2 separate regions of the Mus musculus genome follow, and region 1 is linked to region 2. Evidence: chromatin contacts called from public HiChIP or PLAC-seq data. All regions are on one chromosome and are shown on one strand. Each heading gives the region's core, a stretch centred on a gene start, on an enhancer-like site or on the middle of the called end of the contact. The rest is flanking DNA. Distances are from core to core; before and after follow the strand shown. Region 1 overlaps Epb41l1 (erythrocyte membrane protein band 4.1 like 1). Region 2 overlaps Cep250 (centrosomal protein 250).

The links. HiChIP or PLAC-seq counts read pairs in DNA pulled down with a chosen protein or histone mark.
Region 1: an H3K27ac HiChIP or PLAC-seq map of microglia shows a contact between it and region 2, with 7 times the contacts expected there. The contact joins two enhancer-like sites. A contact is called at or near these places in 5 of 484 Hi-C or Micro-C datasets (the Ba/F3 cell line, the N1E-115 cell line, cardiomyocytes and 2 more) and 1 of 115 datasets of contacts at active chromatin or transcription factors (microglia).

Annotation. Positions count from the first base shown.
Region 1 is chr2:156,525,610-156,531,618 of GRCm38.p6, forward strand. It overlaps Epb41l1 (erythrocyte membrane protein band 4.1 like 1), which reads left to right. Exons shown (of 25, transcript NM_001368800.1): 19 at 1,280-1,384; 20 at 3,781-3,861. Among named protein-coding and RNA genes, the nearest start is that of Aar2, 19 kb to the right of the region's middle. Within about 2 kb of position 1,307, at least 2 of the 459 cell types and tissues checked have an H3K27ac peak or open chromatin away from gene starts, as enhancers often do. A contact at or near this core is called in microglia, where this site is marked.
Region 2 is chr2:155,975,379-155,980,967 of GRCm38.p6, forward strand. Cep250 (centrosomal protein 250) reads left to right here. Exons shown (of 33, transcript NM_001130000.1): 16 at 293-486; 17 at 706-833; 18 at 1,011-1,180; 19 at 3,766-3,933; 20 at 4,334-4,468. LOC108168808 (a long non-coding RNA gene) reads right to left here and starts at 293. Exons shown (of 4, transcript XR_001783524.2): 1 at 208-293; 2 at 22-101. Within about 2 kb of position 4,108, at least 188 of the 459 cell types and tissues checked have an H3K27ac peak or open chromatin away from gene starts, as enhancers often do. A contact at or near this core is called in microglia, where this site is marked.

The DNA of each region.
Region 1 (6,009 bases), core at 57-2,556, 550 kb after region 2:
GTCTGAACGCTGAGTGGTTTTTCTTGATGCAGGCCAGGGCTCATTTTACCAGGGTCTGGAGAAGGGGCAGTTATTTAAATCCACCAGGTCCTGAGATGTTAGGGCTGGCAGTGGACACTCCAGGAAAAGAGAAGACACAACCTCTGGAGAGGATGCAGGGCCAGCGTCTGAGCTTCTCTGCTTTGTGGCTCCCTTAGTAGAGCTGCACAGAGGAGTCTCAGAAACTCCCCCTTTCCCTTTACCCTAGCAGATCCTCGCCCCCACCCCTAGACAGTGAACACCAGCTTATTCATGCTGGTATCCTACCCCATGCTGTACCCTCTGGGCGGAAGGCTCCTTCTCCCTTTCCGTGCCTCACCGTGATCCAGGACAGCTCACGCACCTCTCTCCGTGCTTTTCTGGCTACCTGGGAGGCAGTACTAGCCCTACAGCATCCTGCTCTGTCCTGCCACTTTGGCTCTAACATTTCCAGCACAGTCAGGGCAATGGCTGGTTGCTCTGCCCTTCTCCCACCAGGTCTTAGCTGTTCTAAGGTACACTCGGTACCAAGGGACGATAAACGAATGAGCAGCTAGATACCAGGATTCTGGAAGAATCTCTCCTTTCTCCCTCTTCCTTCCAACCACATGAAAAGCTAGATCCATTTATCAGACCTACAGTGTGTAAAGCCATGAACTAGGCCTGAGAGTCGAGTCAATAGAAGCTGATCATTTAGCTTGAGACACCTAGGATACGGTTTGTAAAGCCAACTGATGTGTTTTCTCTGGCTTTAATTTTTAAAATTACATTGTGTTTTTTTATATCATAAAAAATATACCAAAGAAAAGCCCACCATGCAGAGGCGACGATAAATCCACACCTGAATGGAATCCCCCATGCTTTCCATATCTTTCGGCCAGCTAGCCTCCTCGCCTGTTCCCATCTGTTGCCTGGCCCCTGGATACTTCCGTGTGTAGTTCTTCCACTGAGCAGCAGTTTGCACGAAGTGACTAAAAGGTGTAGGCGACGTGTGTGTAAGGAGAACGCTGAGCATTGAGTTTAACCACACCAATACAGCCTCAAAAGACATGCAGCCCTGAAGCATGGGGTCAGGCCCTCCTCATGCAGGCAGTGGCCTTGGCTCTCTCTCTTTGGGTCCTTTCTCAGTGACACCAACCATGCCTTTACATACTTTTCCGTGGGGTTGGGAGAGAGCTTTCTCCTCCTGCATCCCTGTTGTCTGTGAAGAGGAGTTGTGTCTAGGCTTGAGTTTTCACGTGTCCCCTTTATGTTCCTGTAGTCTGTGAAAGCAGAAACCATGACCGTCAGCAGTCTGGCAATCAGGAAGAAGATTGAGCCAGAGGCCATGCTGCAAAGCAGAGTCTCCGCTGCAGACAGCACCCAGGTAACCTGTGCCCCTACTGTAACCTGACACAGGGACCGGCCATTTGAACATAGGATCCTCACTGAAGTGGCCAAGCCCTTTGGTCAACCTTTTCCTTCCCTTCATCCTCCCTGAGGTCAGACACGGAACAGGGAAAAACCATGCTTTCCCATCTGTAAATGGGGGTGATGTTGCCTCCCCCCCCTCCTCCTGGGGGTGTTCAGTGCTCATGGCTAGCAGTTTAGAGGCATGGCTTTCAGGCTGCTTGATACGTGTGGAGAGGATCTTTCCAAGGCAGCTTGGGGGAGAGAAAAGGAGACCTCTCAGTCACTGGTTGTTCAGAACAGCTTATCTGGGTCATTTTTTATGCATGGAGGTTCCACATTCGATTGGAAAGATGAACAAACCAGGCCCAAATGACTGAAGAATGTGTTAGTGAGGTGAAACTAGCTTGCACCCTGGAGAAGGCTAGCTTGCCTGGGAACAGCTCACAGCTTAGTGCACACTTCCTGTGTGTCCTCTGTGGCTCTTCAACTTTTAAAATGTATAAGTCTGAGGGATTGCCCCTGGTTCTTCTTGCCACAGGACTTCAGAGCTCAGTCCCTTCTCCTGGTGACCAAGAGCAGAGTCCTTACCTGGGGTTCCACCCCCAGCACAGGCATTCTGAATATGACATAAAATAACACAAATGTATTTTCCAGATTTTTTTCTCCTACTGTTACAGTATGCCAAGTAATGGCTTTGCAGCTGCTCCTGCCGTTAGAGAGTCGTAAGCTGGCTACCCCAGACAGGCCTCTGCCCTCCCTGGCTTGCTTTGTTTTAGCAACCTTTGTTTTTAATGCAAAGGATAAAGAAATCAAAACGACCTTAAATCCCATAACCTGGTGTCATCAAAACATCAAAATGTCCAGTTATAAAAGTCAATAGACTGGATGACATTATCTATATGTTGTCTCCTGGGAGAAGATACTAACACAGATGTTCACATCTGTTCATACTTAAAGTTATTAGATAAATAAGACCACTGACTCTTACAGTATATCCTTTGCCCTCAACAAGCTTAGAATTTACTCAATTGCTGTCTCTGTCTCTATCTGTCTCTCTGTCTCTGTCCCTCCTCCTTCACTTCTGTCTTCATGAGACAGGGTCCCTGTTAGGTATCTCAGACTGGCCTCAAACTTATTGTGCTGCTGAAGGTGACCTTGGGCTTCCTCCTGCTTCTACCTCCCATGTGATGATGAGATTGCAGGTTGCAGCAAATACCTAATTTTTGCATTTTTTAAATGGGGTCTGGGAATAGAACCCAAGCTTCATGCATGCATGTTAAGTGAGCACTTTACCTCCCAGCCCCATGTCCACTGGGGAAGCATGTCCTAACTGTGTTTCCGTCTCCCCTCACTGGACCCTGTGATGGATTTTATCTTTCCCAGTATTCAGTGCTATGGTAAAGTTTCCTTGTTCATATTTCTTGGTGGACTTTTAGAAGTATCAACTTCTGTTGTAGTTAGGGTTTCTATCACTGGGATAAAACATGATCAGAAGCAACTTGGGGAGGAGAGGGTTTATTTCAGCTTAGAACTCTCAGGTCACACCCATCACGGAGGGAACTTCAGCCAGGAACCTGGGGACAGGAACTGAAGCAGAGGCCATGGAGGAGTGTTGCTTACTGGTTGCTCTTCGTGGCTTGCTCAGCCTACTTTCTTTCAGTCCTTCCTTCCTTTGTTTCTTTGTTTCTCTCTTTCTTTCTTTTTTCCTTCCTTCCTTCCTTCCTTCCTTCCTTCCTTCCTTCCTTCCTTTCTTTCTTTCTTTCTTTCTTTCTTTCTTTCTTTCTTTCTTTCTTTTTCTTCTTTCTTTCCTTTTGAGACAGGGTATCTCTGTATCTCTGGCTGTCCTGGAAGTTGCTTTATAGACTAGGCTGGCCTTGAACTCACAGAAATCTGCCTGTCTCTGTCTCCTGAGTGCCAGCCAACTTTAGCCTACTTTCTTATATCATACAGTACCATCTGCACAGGGTTGGTACCTCCTCCAGTGACCTGGGCCCTCCCACATCAGTCATTAATCAAGAGAATGCCTGACAGACTGCCCATAGGCCAGTCTGAGACATTTTACCAGTTGAGAGTTCCTCTTCCCAAATGACTTTAGCTTGTTGTCAAATTGACATTAAACTAACCAACATGACATCAAAGGGTAACTTCCAAGGTTGAATGGAATTCACCAACTTGCCTGGTTGCTTTGTCCAATACAGTGGTTGAAATGAAGTCTTTGAAGAGCCTTGGGGCCCCTCTGCAGTACAGTGTGAGCACCCCCAGTGCATGTCCACTCCTGAAACCTGTCACCTTGTAACTATAAGCCAGGTGACAGATACTACAGATACGTGTAGTCCTGTCATCTCTCATGCCTCCTTCTCTGCCTCATAGGTTGATGGGGGTACTCCAATGGTGAAAGACTTCATGACAACTCCCCCCTGCATCACCACAGAGACCATCTCAACCACCATGGTAAGTGGAACCCAGGAAGCTCCCCTCTCTTACCCACCCCTTACTCTCTCTCTCTCTCTCTCTCTCTCTCTCTCTCTCTCTCTCTCTCTCTCTCTCTCTCTCTCTCTCTCTCTCTCTCTCTCTCTCTCTCTCCCTCTCTCTCTCTCTCCCCCCCCCTCTCCTCCCAGTACCCAGAACCTGGAAACTGCTTCAGCAAGCCTCAGATGCCCTCATGGCAGTGAGACAGATGACCAGGTTCCTGTTGTCTGGTACCTTGACTGCTCTAGTACAGATTGCCAGTCTTCGGTTTTGCCAATTGAACAATGTGTGGAGCAGAGGCCCTGACTCTCAGTTATTTGGGCCATCCCAAGCATGCAGGGGTAGAGGGAGAGTAAAATGATCAGATTCTCAGCATGCAGGAATCTTGCAATTCCAGGCAAATCTACCTGCCGGAAAGCCCCCATCCCACCCCATCCTCCAGCCAGCCAGCAACCCCAAACCACCCTCAGTGTTGCAGACCACTTTCTCACTATAGCCAGTAGATGGCAGCAGTGAACCTGGTTGGAATATTCAGGGTTTTTTTTTTTTTTTTTGACACCTTTTAAGGGACCTTGTGGATTTTGCTATTTATTTGCTGTCTGACCAGTAATGAAAAGTACTTGGTCTCAAGTATTCTCATCGTATGGGACTCTAGAGCAGCAGTTCTCAACTTTCCTACTGCTACAGCCCTTTAATACAGCTCCTGGGGTTGCGGTGACCCCAACCATAAAATTATTTTGTTGCTACTTCATGACTGTAATTTTGCTAGTTATGAATCAGAATGTAGATATCTGATACGTGAACCCTGTGAAAGGGTCCCTAGGTCACGACCCTCAGGTTGAGAACTGTCGCTCTAGAGCCTTTAGGAACAGTACAGACCTGTTATTCTGCACACAGGTTTCTGTGTCAGACAGCCTCCTGAGATGTTTGACCTTTGGCTTATTAACCGTGGTTATCTGCTGTTCTTTCTCCTGCATCCTTTACAAATGAGAAAACTTAAGTTCAGGGGGATAAAGAGATGAACCCAAGGTCACATGACCAATAAATCTCAGTTTAGCCTCAGGCATTGTGACATTGGAAGTTCCACTTTCACTGTCAGTCTCTCTGCTCTGCCCATGTCCTGACCTGTGGGAACATCAGTTCTGGGGCCTGGGGCTGCAGAATGTAGTGATACCTCATCCAGATACTCTTGAGCTATTGAGAGATGCTTGTGAATGCCGTCCCTTGTCCAACTCCGGACCTATTCCTGGGAAGATAATGTCATTAAGTCCGACTCCTCAGCAGGTGGGTTTTAAGTAAACCGACCCCAGGATCGATAAACAGCCAGTTACCAGATGGCACATGTATCTCTGATCACTCGGTTCTTTCTCCCCCTCCCAACCATTACTCTTAGGCACTGAGATACTTGTAAGGGTAAATGTAAATGTCATTATGGCACGTAGACAGTTAACTTCATTCATCTCCTCATCCATCCATTCATCCATTCATTTGTTTCAAAGCCAGTGATGAGTCTGTCTGCCTAGCACAGGGATACAGAGCTGCAGTGCCCACCAGCATCCATTGTGCTGCCATCACAGGTGCCTGTCACGTGTGCAGCTCCTGGGCACAGTGATGAGCAAGGCCCACCCTTCTCACTTCCTGGCTGGATGGCCTTGGGCAAGTCACCTGAACCTCTCTAAGCCTTCTTGCCACATCTGTAAAATGGAGTGGGAGAAAGGTTTGTGTGAGACCCAGCAAGTACCCTCTGGGAAGCCTGCAAAACAACACCTGGCCTGTAGTGTATCGAGAAGTCAGCTAATGCTGTCTCTTTCTTGCCTTCATGGAACAGTGCAACAGGCTAGGGGCTGCTGGGAGGAGCCAGGAGGGTAACACAGCTGCTGGGAGGATGTGAGGAAGTTGTCTATAGCATAGGCAGGGTCAGCGGAGCTATGAGGAAAGGATGGATGGGGGTGGGCATGGCCACAGGAGGATGCTTCCAGCCTGTGAGAGCAGGTGTAAGGCCTGCAGGTGAAGAAGCACATCTGGGTGGCAGATGTGTACAGATGTGTACAGGAAGGGGAGGGGGAGGAGGAAGAGGGCTGAGAAGACAGACTGAACCAGAGCGGGAAGGGTTTGCGGTGTGTGTAGGAT
Region 2 (5,589 bases), core at 2,858-5,357:
CCTTCCCAGGTCATTACCCACTTTCTTAGCATATACAGGTCCTGCTGGCCTCAGTATAGTGCCTTGCTCATTGGAGAACATCCTTTCTGGTCCGGGGACTCCTGGTTGATCAAGGACAGACAGACAGACAGACAGACAGACATAAATGCCAGTTATTCAACAATGCTCGATCTCACAGTGTGGAGTTCAGAATCCTTGAAGACTCACTGGCCTTGACTTGCTGTTAGTAGCTCTGGAGCAAGAATCCTGGGATTGTGCCTTACTCTGTGTCTCACCAATTTCTCTCCCTCAGGCACATCACCAGCAAGAAACAGCTACAGCTCACCTAGAACAGCTGCATCAGGACGCAGAAAGACAGGAAGAAACACTTGCTAGGGCAGTCCAGGAGAAGGAAGCCCTAGTACGGGAGAGGGCAGCTCTTGAGGTGCGCCTGCAGGCTGTGGAGCGGGACCGACAGGACCTCACTGAACATGTCCTGGGGCTCAGGTAGGGCCCACACTTAGTTCATCCGAGCACAGAGAGCTTTGCAAGGGTAAGGGTAGCCAAGCTAAGCTCCCTGTCCTCAGTGTATGCATTCTAAAAGAGCTGTAGACGTGTGATTGCCCTAGAGCTTCCCTGGTGACCTGTACTTAAAACCCAGTCCCTCTTGAGAAAGGGTAAGGGGCTTGATGGGTTAGAACTCTCCCTGATTCCTAAATCTTATAGGTCAGCCAAGGAGCAACTGGAGAGCAATCTATTTGAGGCCCAACAGCAAAATTCTGTGATACAGGTCACCAAGGGGCAGCTGGAGGTCCAGATTCAAACTATTATCCAAGCCAAGGAAGTAATTCAAGGTGAGAGCCCAGCTGGAATGGGGCACACTGCATTCCAAAGAGATAGTAACAGCCAAGAAAGCAGTGAGAGCTTTCTTCTGCCAGACTCGGGCTCTGAGAGGAAGTTGCTCCTGAGGCGGGTGGGCAGGGAGAAAGAGCAGGGCAGAGGCTCAGAGGCGATCTTACCTGATGTCATAGGGGAAGTGAAATGCCTGAAGCTGGAACTGGATGCTGAGAGGACCCGGGCAGAGCAGGAGTGGGATGCAGTAGCCAGGCAGCTAGCCCAAGCTGAGCAGGAGGGGCAAGCATCTCTGGAGCGACAGAAGGTGGCCCACGAGGAGGAGGTGAACAGGCTGCAAGAGAAATGGGTAGGTGGTGGATGTGATTGGGACATAGGGGAGGCAGACATGGCCTCCCTTCAGTGAGCCTGCCGCCTGCTGCCTCTTGGTCCAGATAATGCTTAGAAGAATGAAATATGGGGGGGAGGGTATGGGGGACTTTTGGGATAGCATTGGAAATGTAAATGAGGAAAATACCTAGTAAAAAATAAAAATAAAAAACAAAAACAAAACAAACTAAAAAACACTGACTGCTCTTCCAAAGGTGACCTTCCAAAGGTCCTGAGTTCAAATCCCAGCAACCACATGGTGGCTCACAACCACCCATAATGAGATCTGACACCCTCTTCTGAAGACAGCAACAGTGTGTACTTAGATATAATAATAAAATAAATCTTTAAAAAACTATGAATAATTTTTACTGATATATCTTAACTTCTTTTCATTCTATAATTGGTAACTATGCATCTAGATGCCTTAATGGGGAAATCTGAGAGTGTATGCCTTTAATGCATCTACTCATATTAAAACAGGTAAATAGACCTTTAGAAAACATTAATTATGAATATATTTTAAAAGGTTGACAGAAATAAAACAGTATTTATGTATAAGCATTTTAAATTAAAATATATAACTATGCCCCAAAAAAGAAGAAGAATGAAATGTGACTACCAAGATATAAAATCCAGTGTGTGTGTGTGTGTGTGTGTGTGTGTGTGTGTGTGTGTGTGTGTGTTTTGTTTGCTGCCTTGCCTGCTTGCTTGCTTGATGTGTATGAAGAATTAAGTATGGAGCCTAGGAGCAGACCTGGCAGAGCACAGTTATAATCTCAGCATCCAGGAGGCAGGAGCCTTGTGAGTTCAAGGCTACCTGTGTTACAAAGGAATACCCTTTTTCCAAAAGTTAGGAGGCTAGTGTATGTAGTATCACATGCCTTTTAATCCCAGCATTCGAGAGGCAGAGTCAGGCAGGTCTCTGTGAGTTTGAGGCCAGCTTAGTCTATAGAGATAGTTCCAGGACAGCCAGGACTAGAACTGTCTGGGGGGAAAAAAAGAATTGTTTCTTCTGCCGTCTAATTACTTAATTAAATTTCTTGTTCTTGTTTTTATTTTATACTCATGTAGATTTATTTTTATGCCTTTTGGGGCATGAGGAACTATAGTAGCTACACTCCTAAGTATGGTGCTTATGTGGCCCAGTGCTTCCTACCTCGTGTCACTCTGACTAAGGCAGATGCAGGCACCAGAGAGGACAGAGCACATATCATCTAACACTTCTCAGCTGGACGGAGTAGCAGTACACGCTTTTAATTCTAGCACTTCGTAAGCTGAGGCAGGTGGATGTCTGTGAGTTCAGTGCCAACCTGATCTACTTAATGAGTTCCAGGATTTCATAGTGAGACCCTCTCTAAACCTTTATTTAATTAAAAACAGTTACAAGGGAGTAGTCTGTCTGAGGGTGTGGGAAGGGGAAGAGAGAAGGGACCACCATGGCCCAAGTGTGACCATGATAGTCACTCCTTTCAGGAAATCTGAGGCCATTAGCTGATCAGTCAGCAGGGTTATAATCTTTTACTTTGGGCTTTCAGGAGGTATCATGACTGAATTTTAGTTGAGGAAATGCCTTGTGGACACTACTCAACTATTTGAAAATACCTGCTGTCATACCCACATAATTCCAAAAATGAGCAAATTTTTGGCTGCTTTCTTGTCAGCAAACTCACTGTAAAACATGATCAAGGGGCTAGAGAGATCCATGGTTAGAGAGTCTGCTCTTCAGAGGACCTGAGTTGGTCCCTAGTAACCACCTCAGGTGATTCCCAGTTGCCTCTAAAGCCTTCCTCTGGCCTCTGTGCCCATACATACATATATGCCACACATATACACATAAATAAAAATAAATATTCAAAAACAAAATAATCAAAAGTCTTAAGTTGATTCTCTCCCTCCAGTGTGGGTTCTGGAGCTGGGCCTCAGGTCTGCAAACTGACATAGCAGCTGCTTCTACTTTCTGCACCGTCTCACTGCCCAGGACGTGGCACTTTCAATAGCAAAATATTCTGCTCATAGCTAACCAGCACTGATAGACTATTTCTTCCTGTTTTGACATCACAAATTTAGCTCTCTGGTGGCCATACATTTAGACAGAGCGAACAACTTAATTTTGTTATTTTTATAGTTGGCTTTTTGACCCTGAAGGTTTGGTGTTTATGATGGTTGTGCAGTTGACATTATTTTATTTTATTTTTTGGTTTTGTTTTTTTGAGACAAGGTTTCTCTGTGTAGCCCTGGCTGTCCTAGAACTTACTCTTTAGACCAAGCTGGCCTCAAACTCAGATCCACCTTGCCTCTGCCTCCCAAGTACTAGGATTAAAGGAGTGCACCACCACTTCCAGTTTATATATTATTTTTTAAAAATAATCTTTTAAAAAAATATTAAATGACCTTTAAATTTTAGTGAGACAGGGATTTAAACTTCCCTGAGAAATGAGTCACCAGGCTTAAAGCAGTGCCCATGTCACAGTGAGACAGTGAAGAGATTCTAAGTCCAGACAAGCTCCCCGTCTCCTCTCTCACTCACTGGCTTTAACAGTATGGGTTCCTTTACATGATCAGGAGAAAGAGCGCTCCTGGCTGCAGCAGGAGCTGGATAAGACCCTGGAAACCCTCGAGAGGGAGAGAGCAGAGCTGGAGACAAAGCTGAGAGAGCAGCAGACAGAAATGGAAGCCATCCGTGCACAGAGGGAAGAGGAACGAAGCCAGGCTGACAGCGCCCTGTATCAAGTAAGCATCCTCGAGCTTTATATCCTCATGATGTTTGCATGCCCGGTCTCTTCCCCTCTTACTTTTCCATTCCTAAGAACAGGGCTCAGGAGGGGCTTCCTGAAGAGTGTAGCTACTGCCCTGCTGCCTGTGAGGAGACTAACATGCAGTTAGCTGCAAGCAGGCAGTGTGTCATACTTCCCGAGGGAGGGCCAGCATTGACCACATCCTGTCAGCTTATGAGCCGGTGGCAGTCTTTGCACTTCCTGGTTCTAAGTTAATGGTCCGAGACTTTCCCTTGCCCTCAGCCCCTCATCCTGTTGTTGGAAGACCTTGGAGCAGATGAGATGTGCTTATGGCCTCCTGGGTGAACATGATAATCCAGAGCCATGAAGCCCTTGCCCTTCCTGCCCTTCCCCAGATGCAGCTAGAAACAGAGAAGGAGAGAGTATCCCTCCTGGAGACACTGCTGAGGACCCAGAAGGAGCTGGCAGATGCTAGTCAACAGCTGGAAAGGCTGAGACAGGACATGAAGATTCAGAAGTTAAAGGAACAGGTATGGCGATGGCCCTGTGCCTGATCCTTCTGCTTCTACCACCTAGTGTGGACCATAACACCTCATTTAAAGTATTGTTAGGGATTGAACTGTGGGGCTTCAGTGCTAGAAGGAGGCAGTTTTTAATTACCTTTAAATTACATCTGTTTGTTTATTCTGTGTGCATGTGCATGCATGTACATATGGCATGACATGCCTATGGAATTCCCATGGTAGAGTTGGCTCTTTCCTTCTGCCAGCTGGGACCCTGGATTGACTTCGGGTCATCACACTTGGCAGCAGAACCTTCCCAGCTAAGGGTAGTTTTGAAGGACATGTTAGGCACAGGATTCCATTGTCAGAGGGCCCTGAAACAGACAGACAGAGGCTTAGGAAATATGGGGTAAAAGGAGGTACATGGCTCTAGTGTGATAAACTTGGGGTCAGTACAGAAGAGAGGAGAGAAGGAAAGGACCCCTCCTTAGCCATGGGAGCTTGGGGTTTGTTTAGAGGCCAGTGGAAAACTGGTGACTGATATTTTAAGTGTAAGAGAGATGCATGATTTTTTTATATTTATTTATTTTATGTATATGAGTACACTGTAGCTGTCTTCAGACACACCAGAAAATGGCATTGGATCCCATAACAGATGGTTGTGACCCACCATGGGGTTGCTGGAAATTGAACTCTGGACCTCTGGAAGAGCAGACAGTGCTCTTAACCTCTGAGCCATCTCTCCAGTCCCAGATTTATTTATTTTTATGTTATGTGTATGAATGTCTTGCCTGCATGTATGTATATATACCATGTTCAGGCCTGGTACCTGCAGAGGCCAGAAGATGTCAGAGCCCCTGGAACTGGAGTTAGTGAAGTTTTGAGTCACCATATGGTTTCTGGGAACTGAACCTGGGTATTCTGCAAGAGCAAAGAGCAGCCAGTGCTCTTAACCACCAACCATTTCCCTAGCCCCTCATGCATGATTTTATATATTCTTGTTTACGTTTTTTTTAAATTATTGTTATCTTTTGGTGGTTCTGGGGATCAAACCTGGATATGTTAGGCAAATGTTCAACTACTAAATTACAAAATTACTACATTTTTATTATTAACTTAATTAATTAAATAATTTTTGAGGCAGAGTT